2 separate regions of the Capra hircus genome follow, and region 2 is linked to region 1. Evidence: chromatin contacts called from public Hi-C data. All regions are on one chromosome and are shown on one strand. Each heading gives the region's core, a stretch centred on a gene start, on an enhancer-like site or on the middle of the called end of the contact. The rest is flanking DNA. Distances are from core to core; before and after follow the strand shown.

Region 1 (7,949 bases), core at 3,232-5,731:
TGTGTTGTTTCAGGTGTACAGCCAAGTTATTCAGTTATACATGTATATGTATCTATTCTTTTTCAGATTCTTTTTCCTGTATAAGTTATTATGGAATATTGAGTAGAGTTCCCTAACTATACAGTGGGTTCTTTTGGTTACCTATTTTATATATAGTGGTGTGTATATGTTACTCCCAAACTTCTAATTTATCCCTCCCCCCCTCTACCTTTCCCCTTTGGGGACTGTTATTTAACAATGTTTAAGTTTGATATTTCTTTTCAAAAGGAGATTGAACACTCACCAGGCTCTTGGAAAGAATATCAAGTAACAGCCCAGGGCCAGGCCCAGGGTATGAGTGCTCCATAAGTGACTGATGAATAAATGAATGAGTATATTAATGGGAGCTCTTACGCAAAGAGTTTGGGGAGCCTGGATTTACTCTTGAGGCTGGAAGGCCATTTGTGGGTATCCTCAAGGCTGAGACCTCATAACCCCACATTCAGTTGTTCTGGTTCCAGGGCAGCTCCAGGGGTCCCCTCTCTCCCTCCCAGCCCATCCTTAGCCAGCCTGTCTCTCTCACTGCTGCCCCCCTGTGGCCACCGCTGCAGGCATCGCTGCAGAAGGAGCCAGGCGTGAAGTCATTGCTCAGCGGCAGCAGAGGAAGATTTGTCTTGCAGCAAGCCGCTCCTCCAGACCTCATCTCAGAGCCTAAATTCCAAGGGTGAAGAACCAGAGAGAGGAGCGGAGGGAGGAGGAACAGGGGACTCTTAGGAGTCAGCAGCTGTGGTCTCCCTTCTATCCTTAGCAAGCTTTGCGACCTTGGACAAGTCACTTCCCTCTCTCGGCCTCAGTTTCCACCTCTGAACAAAAAAGGTGGGACCAGTGCTCATGACGGTCCTTCCAGGATTGGCCTACTCCTACCCACGTGCTGGGGCCAATCAGGTAGCAGCTGGGAGCCAGAGAGGAAATGTCTCCAGGGCCAGGTAGCTGAAGTCGGGGGCACACAGGCCCAGGGTGGAGGAGTCAGCTAAAGGGACCCAGAGTGCGTGCAGGCATGCTCAGTCACTTCAGTTGTGTCCAACACTCTGCAGCCCTGTGGACTGCAGTCTGCCAGGTGCTCCTCTGTCCATGAGATTCTCCAGGCAAGAATACTGGAGTGTGTGGCCATGGGGATCTCCAAGGGATCTTCCCAACTCAAGGACTGAGTTGCAGATAGATTCTTTACCACTGAGCCACTGGGGAAGCCCAAAAGGGACCCACAGATGGGAGCTCAGCTATTTCTTGCAACCCCTGGGTCAGCTCTGGGGGAGGGGCGTGAAAAGCCGTGGTACCGGACATTTCAAATTTCTACTGGCATCCGAAGGGCTTCTTGGGGGCCAGTCTTCCTCCACTGCTACTGTCCAGCTATCATAGGACCCTAGGCAAGTCAACTCCTCCCTCCCTCTCAGTTCTTCGTCTGTATAAAAAAGAGATTCATGGTCTCACCTTCTTTAAGATCTACTTCTCAGTGAGATAAAAGGCAGAGAAGGGCTCTGAAAGCCCATGGCCCATGGAGATGAGAGGGGTGGCCTGTTTCTCAGGCCAAGATTCCTGCACTGGGCCATCCCTACAAAGAAAGCTGCCTCCCCAAGGGCCCAAGGCCGCATTCCAGATAAGCAAGCATTTCTGGCAGGTCTGTTTGGCCCACAGGTGGTTGAGCTTCCCAAGGGGGCAGTCTAATGCCTACCTCCCTCGCCACAGTGCACGGCTTCAGGTTTCTGCCCATGGGCCCTGCATGATGACCTTTCACTTTGACTGCAGAGAAGGGCTCAGTGATGACCTCAGTGGACACACTCGCCTCTGCTGGGTGCCTCCTCTCAGGCCCAGTAAAGGTAAGTGTACTGACTGGTAAGAAGTTCTCCAAAGGGGCCCTGCCCTGGAAAGGAATTCGGGGGTGGGCAGGGGGTAGGAGGGACGCAAGGACTGGGAGGTAGGCGCATACAGCTTGGTGGAGCACAAGAGCGACCTGCTGGAAGACTGGCTTTATCCCTGTCCCACACCGTAAACAATCAAGCCCACCAGCTCCCCCTCCCCCATCCCCAGCCCCCTCCATCCCCACTGCACACACCTCACCCCACCCCACCCCCTGCAAAACCAGTTCCAGCCTTTCCTCCTTCTTTCCTGGTATCAGGTGAGGATGCAGTCATCCAGCTCTCACGAGGCTGGGAAGCTCAGTGTGTCCTTGGCTCCTCCCTCTCCCTTGCCCTTGTCCCATCCAAGGCCAGGCCATTCTAATTCCCTGCTCTAAATCAGGCCTGCATCATCTCTCTCCTGAGTTGCTGGCTGACACCTCCTAACTACCTCTGATTTCATCTCTTTCTATTCCACCCTTCCACCTGCCAGCTGCCTTGCACCCCAGTGTGTCTTCCTTTTTCATGGCCCCTGCCCCTCACACCTCTCTCCATTTCCTATCACTATACACTTGCAAGCAGGCCTATGGGAGAACTTGCTCCCTTGCAGGACCGTGAACTTAACACCATCTGACCACAGGGCTGTTCCACCCTCCCCTAAGGCCTCACTTCTGCCTAGTCTGAGATCCCCTCCCCATCATCCATCCTTATTATCTTCAAGGTCCAGCTCAAAGGCCACCCCTTCCTGGGACTTCCCTGGTGGTCCAGTGGTTAAGACTCCATGCATCCCCTGCAGGGAATGCCGGTTCAATTCCTGGTCAGGGAACTAGGATCCTACATGTCTCATAGCACAGCACCCCCAAAAAAAAAAACACCACCCCCTCCTTCCTTCCTCTTCGCCTTTCTGCCACTGGTAAGAGAGTACTTTTAAAACTCTGCTTGGTATTACACTCACATACGTAAATAGATAGTCAATGGGAATTTGCTGTATGACTCAGGGAACTCCAACTGGGGCTCCATAATAATCTAGAGGGATGGGAGGTGCGAGGGAGGTTCAAGAGGGAGGGGACATAGGTATACCTATGGTTAATCCATGTGGATGTATGACAGATATCAAACCAATATTGTAAAGCAGTCATCAATCAATTACAACAAATATTTTTGATTACAATTTTAAAAAATAAACTATAATTTAAAAAAAAGAAAACCTCTCTGCTTGGTATTAAACTAATTTGGTTAGCCTCAGGGGCAAAGACTGTGGTCGCCCCAGCACGTAGCACAGTGTTGGGTCTTGAGTGCTGGCTGGCATCTTTTCCCTGTCAGCTCCTACTACATGGTCTGGAACCAACACCCTCTGCTCCCATATCAGTAGTTCACAGCGGCCTCAACTTCCCCCTTAGAGGCTAAGTAACTAAAACTTTTGACAGCACTCTACAGTTTGAAAAGCCTTTTCCTTTGTCTTTGGATGGCTCATTCCATCATCACAACTACCCATGAGGGGGATGTACAGGCTCACTTCAGTGATGAGAAAGCCGAGCCCTGAAGCAAGAAGGCCCGCAGGCAGGCAGTTGTGGAGACCGGAACCGAAAGTTTGCCCAGGCTACCAGTCCAGTTAGAAGAGACCCGGGCTGGGTCTCCACCTGGCCCCGGATAGAGACCAGGTGAGCGGGGAAGGGGCCTATTCCAGAAGCCAAGGGCTACAAAAGGATGGGCAGCAACCTTGAGGGAAGGCCCACAGGGGAGGGACAGGGAACTCGGACAACCCCCGAGAATTAGTACTAAGGGGCTTCTGTGGCTCTGACCACTGGCTGGTGAAAGGAATCTGATATGGTCTGGGTTTAGGCCAATAACCCCCACACACCCCTCTACCTGCAGATTCCAGCCAGACCCTCTGTGAGCAGGTGAAGTGTGGAGGGACCAGGAGTACCTATGACCCAGAACAGATGAGAGGAGGAGATTGAGGTTCCCATGGCAACAGCCTGCCAATCCAGTATCTGTCCAGGGGCCCAGCAGAGGGGGCTGGAAGTGGTCCTCCAAAGGAACACAGGCCTCTGGCCTTCAAGGAGCTTATAGGGTGGGGCAGGTTGAAGGTGACCACCACCCCATCCCCCCACTCCCCAGCATGGGTGGGAGTAAAAGGCAGGGGTGAAACTGGGGCCTGGAGGACCCAGGGAAGCCGGAAGAGATGGGGAGGATCCTGGAGGAGGTTAAGGCTGGAGGGGGCATGATGAGAGAAGATGGCGCTGAGGGCAGGAAAGGAGGTGAGGCTGAAGAGTGAGGGGCAGGGGTGGGAGGGAGGAATGGCAGGTTGGGGGACCGCAGGGAAATACAGTTGGGGGATGGTCAAAGGAAGCAGAATTTTTCCACTTGAGAGGGGAAAGCCAAGGAGGGCCACCCCTGATTCTAGTGATTCCCCCAAGACACCCCGGAGCTGAGCACTTAGCTGCGGGAGTTCCCAGAGGAAAGGGCAGAAAAGCCAAGTGCTTAAAATACCAAATGCTTAAACTGGAAGGGCCCAGGCCAGACCCTGGGGGCCAAGCAAGGTCGTGTGGCAGAGTCCAGTGGGTCTACCCTCCTGCGTGGTCAAAGATGTCCCCAGCCCTGTGGGAAGGAGGGAGCTCTGTCCCCACAGCTCCAGCCTCCCTTGGCTCGTCTCCACATGCTGTGTCTATGACCAGCGAGCATCCTATGATCTGAGACTCGGGGTCCCCCCCTCACCAGCGCTGCTGTAGGGGCATGGGTGTGACGGAGTGGCAGTGACCTACAATGGGCAGGAGGATCGCTGATGGGGGACAGCAGAGAGAGGGTAATCAGAATGGCCAATGTCCTTGGTGTCCTGGCCCCTCCCCAACCTACCCCCTGGGTTTGTGGTCTTTTCTTCCTGATTCAGCAGTTTCAGAAACCTCCAGCTCAGCATATCACTTCCTGAGTGGCTCAGAAAGAGGAGGGGGCTTGGGGGAACTTCCTAGCCTCCTTGAGAGTTCGTTATGCAAACGAAGGAAATGGGCCCTAGAAACGAAACTGAGAAGCCCCAGGCAGCCCACACCCTCTGGGAACCCAGGGGGCCAATTTGTGTCCCCTCCCTAAACACATTCTCCCTCCTGGGACACGGAATCATACCTCCTACCTAGCCTGCCTCCCTCTCCAAGAAGTGTAAGTTCTGAACACCTGCAGAAGGCAAGCAATGTGAACCAGGCTTCCTCAGGTGGATGATGGTCCACAGAGCCAGGATGCGAAATCCAGACCCTGGTCCCCAGGCTAGACTGTACTTACTCCTCTCGACACACACTCTAGAAGACTCCTTTCCTAAAGCCCCTTTTCATCGACCCTCTATGAGGAAGTTCTTCCTTACGTCTAACTGCAATCCCTCATGCTTCAGAAAGGGGGCTCCACTGGACTATGAACTCCTTAACACGCCTTCGTATTCTCAGTACCACACTGCCTCTGGTACACAATAGAGTGTAAATGTTTGCTGAATGAGTGAACCTTGTTCCATCCCCACCCTGCCTCACCCCATCCTATTAGAATTCAGTTCAGTTCAGTTGCTCAGTCATGTCTGACTCTTTGCGACCCCATGGACTGCTGCACTCCAGGCTGCCCTGTCCATCACTAACTCTGGGAGCCCAAACTCATGTCCATTGAGTCAGTGATGCCATCCAACCATCTCATCCTCTGTGGTCTCCTTTTCCTCCCGCCTTCAATCTTTCCCAGCATCAGAGTCTTTTCCAATGAGTCGGTTCTTCACATCAGGTGGCCAAAGTATTGGAGTTTCAGCTTCAGCATCAGTCCTTCCAATGAGTATTCAGGACTGACTTCCTTTAGGATTGGGTGGTAGATCTCCTCGCAGTCCAAAGGACTCTCAAGAGTCTTCTCCAACACCACAGTTCAAAAGCATCAATTCTTCGGCGCTCAGCTTTCTGAATAGTCCAACTCTCACATCCGCACATGAATTAAGCTAGCATCCTTAAAGTCCTTTAACAGTGAGCAACCCATCAGTCATAGTGTTACAGAAGCACTTGTTATCAATTACAGTCCCCTTTCGGGCAGACCCCTGGGCTTCCCTGGGGGCTCAGACAGTAAAGAGTCTGCTTGCAGTGTGAGATACCCGGGTTGGAACCCTGGGTCAAGAAGATCCCCTGGAGAAGGAAATGGCAACCCACTCTAGTATTCTTGCCTGGAAAATCCCATGGACAAGAGGAGCCTAGTCACAGTCTATGGGGTCACAAAGAGCTGGACGTGACTGAGGGGCTAATACACCTCAGCTTTACTAACACACTCCTTGGACCTGGCCTGAAGCCACACATTCATTCTGTCCCCCCAGGGGGATTTCCAGGGGTCCAAGATTTGGGGCACCAAGTAGTGAGGTAGGTGAGGTCTGGAGCAAATGTGGAGCCAGGGCGCCACCTAGTGGTTCCCTCACCTCCCCCAACGCAGAAGCCGGTGCTGTGAGGTGGGGGTGGGGAGCCCCTCCTCCACCCTCCTCCACACTCTAAAGGGAGTGAAATCACTTCTGAGCACCAAATATTGGACACATATTTTGTTTACATTGATTTATTTACAATCCTGCTGGAAGAGTCCCCAGCCCTTCAATTTCCCTTTTTGGGGATTTGAATCCCAAGGTTCCCAGGGATTAATTTGCTCAAAATCACTCAACCAGGATTTGAGCCCAAAACCCACTTGCATATTTCTACATCTCCCAGGGATGCAGCCAAGACAGCTGTGAGCAAAATGGGGAGTTCCAGCCCGGAGGGCCTGAGGTTTGCAGGGAGGGTGAGGTGACGGGGAGAGGAGAAGGTGAGTACCAGTATGAGGTGGTGGGTGTGGGCTTCCCCTGAGCTTAGAAACAGCCCTAAGCGACAGAGCCCCCACCCAATGTCACAGCTCCTACAGAATTTTATTGGAATCTGAGTCTACAGTTCACAAGCAGAGGTGAGGCCATGTGAGGAGCTGGGCTAAAAGGGGGACTTCGATTCCCTAGGGATAGCTCCTTCCAAATCTAACAAAACCCCAGGGAAAGCCTTCATGCTGGGCCTCCAGCCAGCCGGGAGCCACCGGGGTGAATCGAATCCCAGGGTGCATGGGTCAGTGTGTGCAGCCAAGGGGCCCACTCTTGGCCCCCCTACAGACAGACAGACAGACAGACACACACACACACACACACACACACACACACACACACACACAAATTCTCTGGCTTTAGAATCTGAATTGCCCCCATACCTCATATCCCACCCTACAAACACAGACACACACACACACACCACACACACAAGCACTCTGGCTTTAGAATCTGAATCGCCCCATACCTCTTACCCCCACAGACTTCTCTCCCATCCCCCCCTTCACAATCTGCTGCAAGGGTCACGGCCCTAAGAATTTGCATTCATTTGCATAGACAGCACAGCAGCTCCAGCTAAGGCCTTTTGGGCTGGGTGATCTCCACGCTGCTCTGTGAAGGACACCCAATGACACCAACCAAGCCGAGGGAGGTGGCAGCTTAACGGTTCCCAGGGGACAGATAACGCGGGGCCTCAGCCCCGGCGGTGGGGGCTGTGCTCCTCCCTGGGCCCCACAACTCTGGAGTTCTGCAAATGTTTGTCCTTCTTCCCAGACCTGTTGGGGGGGGCAGGGAGTGGAGGCAGGAAGAGGCCTTTAGAGAACAATGTCATGTGATGAGAAGGGGGGCCCCTGAGAGGGGACCCGGTTCCCCCTAAGGCAAGGGACACGGGCAGCCACCATCCATCAGACTGGCGGGAGGGGAGTGTGGCCAGACCTGGTGTCCCAGGACAAGGCTCCAGCTGGGGAGACAGGAAGCAATCTCTCTTACCCCCCAGACCACACAGGTATGGTCAGCACAGGGCAACTTGGGAGGAAAAACACTCTAGCCCCAAAGGGGACTCCCCAGGACGACTCTGGGCTGAGCACAGGCTCAGCTCTCTACCCTCAAGAGACAAAACCTCAAACTGAACACCCCCAACTCAGGGCCCTGGCTCCACACATACACACAGACACCTTGGCCCACCATCACCTCCCGCCCCCTGCTCTGTCCCACTGACCCAGCTCCCCCACAGCCGCCCA
Region 2 (7,949 bases), core at 2,611-5,110, 66 kb after region 1:
TGGAACTTGGCCTATTGGCAGGGGGGAGGGGTGGGGACGATGCTTATCGGTGCGGGGCAGGAAGCACCCGCGCCAGCGCCAGCGCCAGCGACACCCCAGCAAAGGGTGGCTGCTCCTTGGCCCCATGGGGGAGGGGAGGATGTGGGGGGAGGTATGCTGGGAGCTGTGTTTCCCTTTTGGCCTCTACAAGGGGGAGACCTAGAAGGGGAGATGAACTTTTAGTGGGTGGGAAAGAAGGTGGGGTCCTGGGGAGCCACCTCCCAGGTTTGCAGTGTTTTTATAGTGCACCAAACGCTTTAGGGAGATAATGTGAGCTAAAGCACCTGACCTTGCCTTGAACAGACCTTGGCCCAAAGTGAATCTGAACTCTCTCATTGGCCTCTCTCTGGGGTGAGAGGAGGTTCCATCACAGAGACTTGTCACCCCACTTTTCAGATGCCTGAGGCTGGCTGCAAGAGGCACCCAGAGTCCTTCAGCCAGTTCTTCATGAAGCCTGAACCAGAACACAGGCATCCTTTCTCCCAGACCAGTGCTTCTTCCAAAGGGATGGGAACGGGGCAGGTGAAGCAGATGGGTCTCTAGGAAAGGCCAGAAAGGCAGAGCTCTTGCACTCACTGAGGCAGAACATTGCACAGTGGTTAGGAACAGGGCTCGGCCGCAGCCTGGCTTTGAACCTGTTCCGCACTTAGCATAGAAAGTCACTTCACATGTCTGCGCCTCAGGTTCCTGCCTGTGAAATGGATAATTGTTACTTTAGAAGGTCATGGAAGATGAAATGGGTATAAAGCACTTGAAGGGCCTGTGTTCATGGCCAGGGCTGGTGTTCCGTCTCTGGGCGCCCTGGCAGGGCTGAGCGCTCCTAACCTCCCCTTCTCCTTCACTCCACAGGAGAAGATGGGGAGCCCTGAGGATGACCTGATCGGGATTCCATTCCCAGACCACAGCAGTGAGCTCCTGAGCTGCCTCAATGAGCAGCGCCAGCTGGGCCACCTCTGTGACCTCACCATCCGGACGCAGGGCCTGGAGTACCGCACCCACCGGGCTGTGCTGGCTGCCTGCAGCCACTACTTCAAGAAGCTCTTCACCGAGGGTGGTGGTGGTGCGCTCTCGGGTGCTGGGGGCGGTGGGACAGCTGCTGGGGGTGCAGGGGCCGGCGTGTGCGAGTTGGACTTCGTGGGGCCGGAGGCACTGGGTGCCCTGCTCGAGTTTGCCTACACAGCCACCCTGACCACCAGCAGCGCCAACATGCCAGCCGTACTGCAGGCCGCAAGGCTGCTGGAGATCCCCTGTGTCATCGCGGCCTGCATGGAGATCCTGCAGGGCAGCGGACTAGAGGCGCCCAGCCCGGACGAGGACGACTGTGAGCGCGCGCGGCAGTACCTGGAAGCCTTCGCCTGTACAGCCAGTGCTTCAGCTTCAGGAGTCCCCAACGGTGACGACAGCCCTCCACAGGCACCCCTCCCACCGCCGCCACCACCACCGCCTCCTCGGCCTGTTGCCCGCCGCAGCCGCAAGCCCCGCAAAGCTTTCCTGCAGACCAAGGGGGCCCGGGCCAACCACCTGGTGCCTGAGGTGCCCACAGTGCCCACCCATCCCTTCACCTACGAGGAGGAGGAGGAGGCGAGCAGAGTGGGCAGCGGGCTGGGAGACAGCTACAGCCCTCCCACAGGGGCTGCCTCACCCCCCGAGGGGCCCCTGAGCTACGAGGCCTGCGAGGGTGAGGAAGAAGAGGAGGAGCTGGTGTACCCCCCTCCCTACGGGCTGGCACAGGGCGGTGGGCCCCCGCTGTCCCCAGAGGAGCTGGGCTCAGACGAGGATGCCATCGATCCCGACCTGATGGCCTACCTCAGCTCCCTGCACCAGGACACCCTGCCTCCAGGCCTGGACAGCCAGGACAAGCTAGTGCGCAAACGCCGCTCCCAGATGCCCCAGGAGTGCCCAGTCTGCCACAAGATCATCCACGGGGCGGGCAAACTGCCACGCCACATGAGGACCCATACGGGTGAGAAGCCCTTCGCCTGTGAAGTCTGCGGTGTCCGATTCACCCGGTGAGCACCAGCGGGGGAAGAGGCCCAGCAGGGGCCATGTAGGGCGTGGGGGGTGGCGCAAGGGAGAAAGGGATTGTGAGACCCTTTCCATGTGGGGGGTGTGGAGGGAGAAGATCCTGGAGGGACTGTGGGGTGGTCCCCAGGCTGAGGCGAGAGACCAGGAGAAAGAAAGTCAAGGAAGGTGGGTCTGGGGCCTTAAAGATCTGACTGTGCTGGAGGCAGGTGGTTAACCTGGGGCTAAGTCAGCAAGGGTCTCCCTGAGCAGAAATAGGGGAACAGTGCTAGGGGGCGGGGCCGGCGACCCAGGGACCCCCTGTGACGGCTCCCTTCGCCCTCTCCCTGCCGCACCAGGAACGACAAGCTGAAGATCCACATGCGGAAGCACACCGGAGAGCGCCCCTACTCGTGCTCACACTGCCCAGCCCGCTTCCTGCACAGCTACGACCTCAAGAACCACATGCACCTGCACACAGGGGACCGGCCCTACGAGTGCCACCTGTGCCACAAGGCTTTCGCCAAGGAGGACCACCTGCAGCGCCACCTCAAGGGCCAGAACTGCCTGGAGGTGCGCACCCGGCGGCGCCGCAAGGACGATGCGCCCCCTCACTACCCCCCGCCCTCCGCCGCCGCCTCGTCCCCTGCTGGCCTCGACCTCTCCAACGGTCACTTGGACACCTTCCGCCTGTCTCTGGCTCGATTCTGGGAGACGTCCGCCCCTACCGGGCCCCCAGACTCCACCCCAGGGCCCCCTGATGACGAGGAGGAGGAGGGGGCACCCGCCACACCTCAGGCTGAAGGTGCCATGGACACCTCTTAAAGAGGGGCGAGTGGCCGAGCTGGAGCAGCACGGGGACCGGGGAGGCCCATGCCAAGCAGTGGGAGTGTACACAGCAGAGACGGCGCTGGGGGTCAGGCCCTGAGTCTCCCTGGCATCGGAAATAGGCTCCTTCCCTCAGAGCCCTCATTCCAGTTCCAAGCCGAGAAGGTTTTGGGGCAGAGTCTCCCCAGATTGGGGTGCTCTCCCACGGAGTGATACATATGATATTATGTATATATTTACAGCTCCATTGTAAAGGTGGGGTCCCTGTCCCCAGCTGCTCCTGGGGAGTAGAAGCAATAATGTATTTCTGATTTGTGGGGTCCCTCTTCGGCTATGCGGGTTTCTAGGGGGTGGGGGGCTTGGGACCAAAGCCTTGCCCCACCCCCATGCCCCTTGGGGTTTTGGCTGTGTTAGGGGGTGAAGGACTACCCCTCCCTTTCGAGACCCCTCCTTCCTGGTTTCTGTTCCCTTTTCCTGGCAGTGAATTACGCAGAGGGGGGCGGCAAAGGATGGGTAGGTGGGGGAAAGCAAGGTAAAAGCTTGGAAGACGGGGACTGGGCCTGTAAGGAAGGAGCCATCCCAGTCCCCCTCCGCCCTTCTCCCAGCGCTGAGTCATGGGGTCCTGGAGAAGGGGGCGGGGTGGCCTGATTGGCTCGCCCGCCCCTGGGGGCAGCGGGAGGGCCCCGCCCAGCCAGGGGAGCCGCTGCCGGTTCTCCTCCCCGGCCCTCCCCTCCCGCGTCCCCGGGCAGGGAATGTCTTGTTCCCGCCGCTCCCTCCCCGGGGCCAGAGGGCAGGGCGGGCCGGGCGGTGTCCTACCCTCTTCTCCTCCTCCCCACCTCCTCCCCGCCCAGGTGCGAGCCGCCGCCACCACCACTGCTGCCGCCCCTGACTCACGCCGCCCCCGGGCTGGCGCGGTGCTGGGTGTGGGACCGGGTGAGGGGCTGGCGGGGAGCCTGGCGGAGAACGGGCTGGCCGGCGCCATCTGGCGGCTGTGCCCTGCGCGTGCGAGCGCCCCTGGCGGCCACTGCCAGGGAGCCGCCTTCTCCACCTCCACCACCCCAGCGGGTGAGCTGCGCCCCCTTGCCAAGGCCGGGGCGCGGAACTGCCCCCCGCGCCCCCAGGGAAAGTGGGCTGCGGCCCTGTGGGAAAGGAGTCCTACCCTTAGACCCTTGCCTGCCAGGGCTCCCTGTTGGGGTGGGGAGAGTAATTCCCTCACTCTTCCCTTAGGATTGAATCCACCCCCCGTTCTGTACATAGCCTTTTCTGTTGGTCTTGTTGAAATCTAGTTTCAGATTTTTAACTACCCAATTCTGCTGGGGGTGGGGGTATCTCCCCTGCCTCCTCGCTGGGTGCTGGACCCCGCTCGGGCCTGGGCTCTGCCTTGCACTATTTCCCCTCCCTGGCCTGGCGGCCCCCCCCTCCTTAAAAGGGGCAGGTTCAGGGGCCCGGTGCTCTCCCTCCCTCCCATGCACCCCCATGCCCATTTGCACAGCTGCCCAGGTACCCCCAATAGTGGGGGGGGTCACAGGGAGGGGGTAGCGGGACCAGTCCTTGTCTCTATTTAAAAAGTGATGATGTAATATATTGGGGTAGAGGGAGGCCAGGTTGCTCTGGGCCTCCTCTTTGCATTTCAGGTGATGGGGGGCCCAGCCCCGGGGAGTGAGGACAGTGTGGCCTCCCCCCCCCTTGCGGCTTCTCCACTCAGTGCCTTAAGGGGGGAGGCGGTCCCCCCTCTCCTGTGCCCTCCCCTTCCCTTGCCCCCCACCTCGGGTGTAAGCGACAGGAAGAAATAATAATAATTTAAGATTCATGCTTGTGTCCAACTTTGATTTCTTTATTTTGGAGGTATGTGGGCGGGATGGGGAGGAGAGGGGAAATGAGAGATGGGACTGCTTTGAGGGCAGAGGATTTCTGAGGCAGTTAGCGGGGCTGAGGGGGCTGCTGACAGACAGGGCCTCAAGTGGTGGTGGCTACCTGTGCCTTCTCTCCTGAGGCCCCTTTTCTTCATCCAGGTCACTAGTGAGGAGAGGAAGAGGGTGGCCCAGTCACCAGGATTCTGTTTTCACAGGTGACTTCCTTCCTCCTGCACCTGCCCTGTCTATTCAGATTTGGCTCCTGTTGTCTTCCAGCCACTGCGGCTCTCACAGGCCCCTCCAAAGCAAGCCAGCGTGTGTCTGTAGATATCGTCTGACTTAAGGCTGAGAGATGAGTGGGCAATGATGTGCCCAAGGTCATGTGCTTTGCAAGGGCAGAACCAGTAGTGACCTCGGAAATAATACTCACTCAAGGCTGTAGGGTACCTCCCTGGCTGCCCAGCTTTTAACTTCCTTGAGCCCTCTGGAACCACTCAAAATAAAACTTTCCTTCCCCTTCAACCTCTGAATTCATTACTAACTTCTGGTGCCCCATTCACACTGGAATGTGACCACTGGACAGTTTTCTCTTCAGTCCTCCCAAGTGGAGGTTGCTTGTCTTTCTCAGACTTGGCATGCCTGTGGCGTATTGCAAAGCCCCTGGCTCCCATGGAAGCTACACTCCTGGGCTGTGCCTATCTCCCCAGGCCCTGCCAACATCCTGCCATACCCATCCAGGGTGCTGGTACCAGACTTGAGCTGCTCTTGTGGCCCAGCTGCCTTCTCGCTGGTGGGCAGGCTCTTCCAACACACTGGCTTTCCAATCCTCAGCCTCCTTGGCCATAATGACCTTCCTCTCCGCTCCTACTCGGACATCACCCTCAATCTTGGCTACTCTCTGGATTTATCCCCCGGATTCTTCCTGGGCCTGGCCCATTGTCTGCATCCCTCCTGGCCTCTGCTTTAATACCCCAGCAACACATAGACCTTGGACTGCCCCCTGGGATCTCAACCCCTTTCTCTTCCCCAGTCATCTTAGATACTCTGACTAAAGCACCCCAATTCTCACCCCATCATCTCCTGACCTGCCCAGAAAAAGCCTTCAACCCTGGAAGCCCATTCATGGCTACCACATTTGCTTGAGAAAACCACGTAACCAAGCACGCTGGAGTCTGTCATTACACGTGATGATTTTCAACTTCATCTGAGCCTTTAACGCTCCCTGGAAATCTCTTAACCTCCCCAGTTGGCTCCTTTGCACACTCCCCAAGGCAGGCATTTCAACCTCCACCACCCACTCCTTGAAACCTTTATTCCACTCCCAACCCCATTCTTTACTGTTTCAGCAGGTGTGCATGCCTCCTATCCCCACCCCCAGTCCCCAACCCCACCCCCTCACCCTGAGAAAAGCAAGGCCATCAGACTGGAGCAGGCTCAGCTCTGCTGGGAGGAACATGCCCTCTCCCCTCCTGCCTCGGGCGAGCCCGGTCCTATTTGAGGCCACCCTGTTCACCTGGCCCTAGATCCCATCTCTCCGGCATCTCTCACTCTTCAACACTTTTTTCATCTCTGAAATCCTCAAATCTCCCCATACTTGGGTAAAGAAAAAGCTTTTTCTTGGATAAAGAAAAATCTTTTAGGTTCCCTTCAAGCTACTCTATTGTTCTATGAAGCTAACTCTCTCCTCTTTACCATCAAGCTTCCTTTTTTAAACTACAGCAGTGACGTTAAAAATATTAATAATAATTTCCAAACTTGCAACAGTGACAGAGCCATGTACCCCATTTCTGAGTCTTCTCTACCAGTCACCCCCTCAACCCACGAGGACTGGTTTTGGCCTTCCCCACACCATGAGAAATAGTCCCACAAGCCACTCCAAGGATCTCTCGACCACCAAATTCAATGACCAGTCTTTAGGCTTCATCCTACCTGATCATCTCACAACACCGGATCCGCTTGGCTCTCTGTTCTTGAGTCTCTCCCCTCCTTGGTTTGTGATGGAGCCCCTCAGGGTCATGTCCCTGCCTCCTCCTCTGCTGCCCTGCCCTCCACCAGGGTGATCCAGCTCATTTCTCTCACAGTCTCCAAGTCAACAACCCCCCAAAAGATACCTCTGGCCCAGAGCCCTGCCCTTTTCTAACTGTCCCCTGGGCATTCCCAGTGGATTCCCTACAGATACCAGAAAGGTCTAGAACTGGGCCATTGTTTCTGCAGAACCTGTTTCTCCTCTTGCCCTAACACCACCCAGTTCCAAACACAAGCTCCCTGTCATTCTCAGCACCTCAGTCCTGAGGCTGTCACCAACTTTTCCTGAGCTAAGACAGCCTCCTCTCTGGTCTCCCTGCTCCCACCCTGCCTCCACTCTGCCTTCTTAGCTTATTGTCCCAAAAGACAAATACATCACTTTCTGACTGAGGATCTTCAGATGGTAAACTGAGGCCCTCTCCCACCTCTCCCTGCCTTGATGGGCAACCTCATCTCCCAGTATGCTCTGCTGTCTCCACCCAGCCACAAATACACCCCTCCCTGACCCTCCCCTCACCTCTAAGTGTCCCATATTCTCCAGACTCACACAAGCCTCCCCCTGGAATGTCCTCTTGCACTCCTTAGCCTGACAAACCCTCTGGCTTCCAGGCTTCATCCTACTTGATAATCTCACAGCATTTGATATACTTGGCTCTCTGTGAGTGAAAATCAAGCCCACCTATTTTTTTGACTTCTTTCGTGAAGCTTTCATTAATATACCTCCATCCCAAACCGGGTGTTCTGTCCTCTGTGCTTCCCAGAGCCTGTTTCACTCCTCATTTGGGGTGCTCTCTACATTGTCACTTATCTACTTGATGTCGCTCTCCCCCACTCACCCCAGGGCAGGGGTGCTGACACAGCAGGCATGGGGCAAACCCCCCTCCCCACTACCCCTTTTATCTCTCCAGCTCTAGCAGAGGGCCAGGCAGCCAAGAAACCCTTGATAAATGTGACCGAACATGCTTAGGCCTCCCAGTCCCCACGCCTGAAGTCTTCCACTCACCTGGATTCCGACATGGAATCCGATGAGAGGGTCCTGCCCAGCGCTTCCTGGAGCTGCTGCCGCAGTAGCGCCTCCTGCTCAGGACCCTTTTGGTGGGCGGCAGCCAGCCATAGGCGGGGGCCCTCCTCATCACTGGAGTCCCTGGAGAAGCCTCCCATCTCAGTAGCCCACAGAGGTCCTGCAGAGGGGTGGCCGCTCCT

The links. A called contact is a pair of places that touch in the nucleus more often than the background predicts.
Region 2: a contact with region 1 is called in a Hi-C map of blood, with 2.3 times the contacts expected there. The contact joins two enhancer-like sites. A contact is called at or near these places in 2 of 5 Hi-C or Micro-C datasets (both in blood).

Annotation. Positions count from the first base shown.
Region 1 is chr3:104,487,285-104,495,233 of ARS1.2, forward strand. PBXIP1 (pre-B-cell leukemia transcription factor-interacting protein 1) reads right to left here. Exons shown (of 11, transcript XM_005677424.2): 11 at 6,394-7,484. The coding sequence ends at 7,403. Among named protein-coding and RNA genes, the nearest start is that of PMVK, 12 kb to the left of the region's middle. Within about 2 kb of position 4,482, at least 1 of the 5 cell types and tissues checked has an H3K27ac peak or open chromatin away from gene starts, as enhancers often do.
Region 2 is chr3:104,553,476-104,561,424 of ARS1.2, forward strand. It overlaps ZBTB7B (zinc finger and BTB domain-containing protein 7B), which reads left to right. Exons shown (of 4, transcript XM_018046214.1): 3 at 889-2,048; 4 at 2,400-4,678. The coding sequence starts at 895. The coding sequence ends at 2,865. It overlaps DCST2 (DC-STAMP domain-containing protein 2), which reads right to left. Exons shown (of 15, transcript XM_018046213.1): 14 at 7,750-7,890; 15 at 3,631-4,884. The coding sequence ends at 4,839. Among named protein-coding and RNA genes, the nearest start is that of DCST2, 13 kb to the right of the region's middle. Within about 2 kb of position 3,861, at least 5 of the 5 cell types and tissues checked have an H3K27ac peak or open chromatin away from gene starts, as enhancers often do.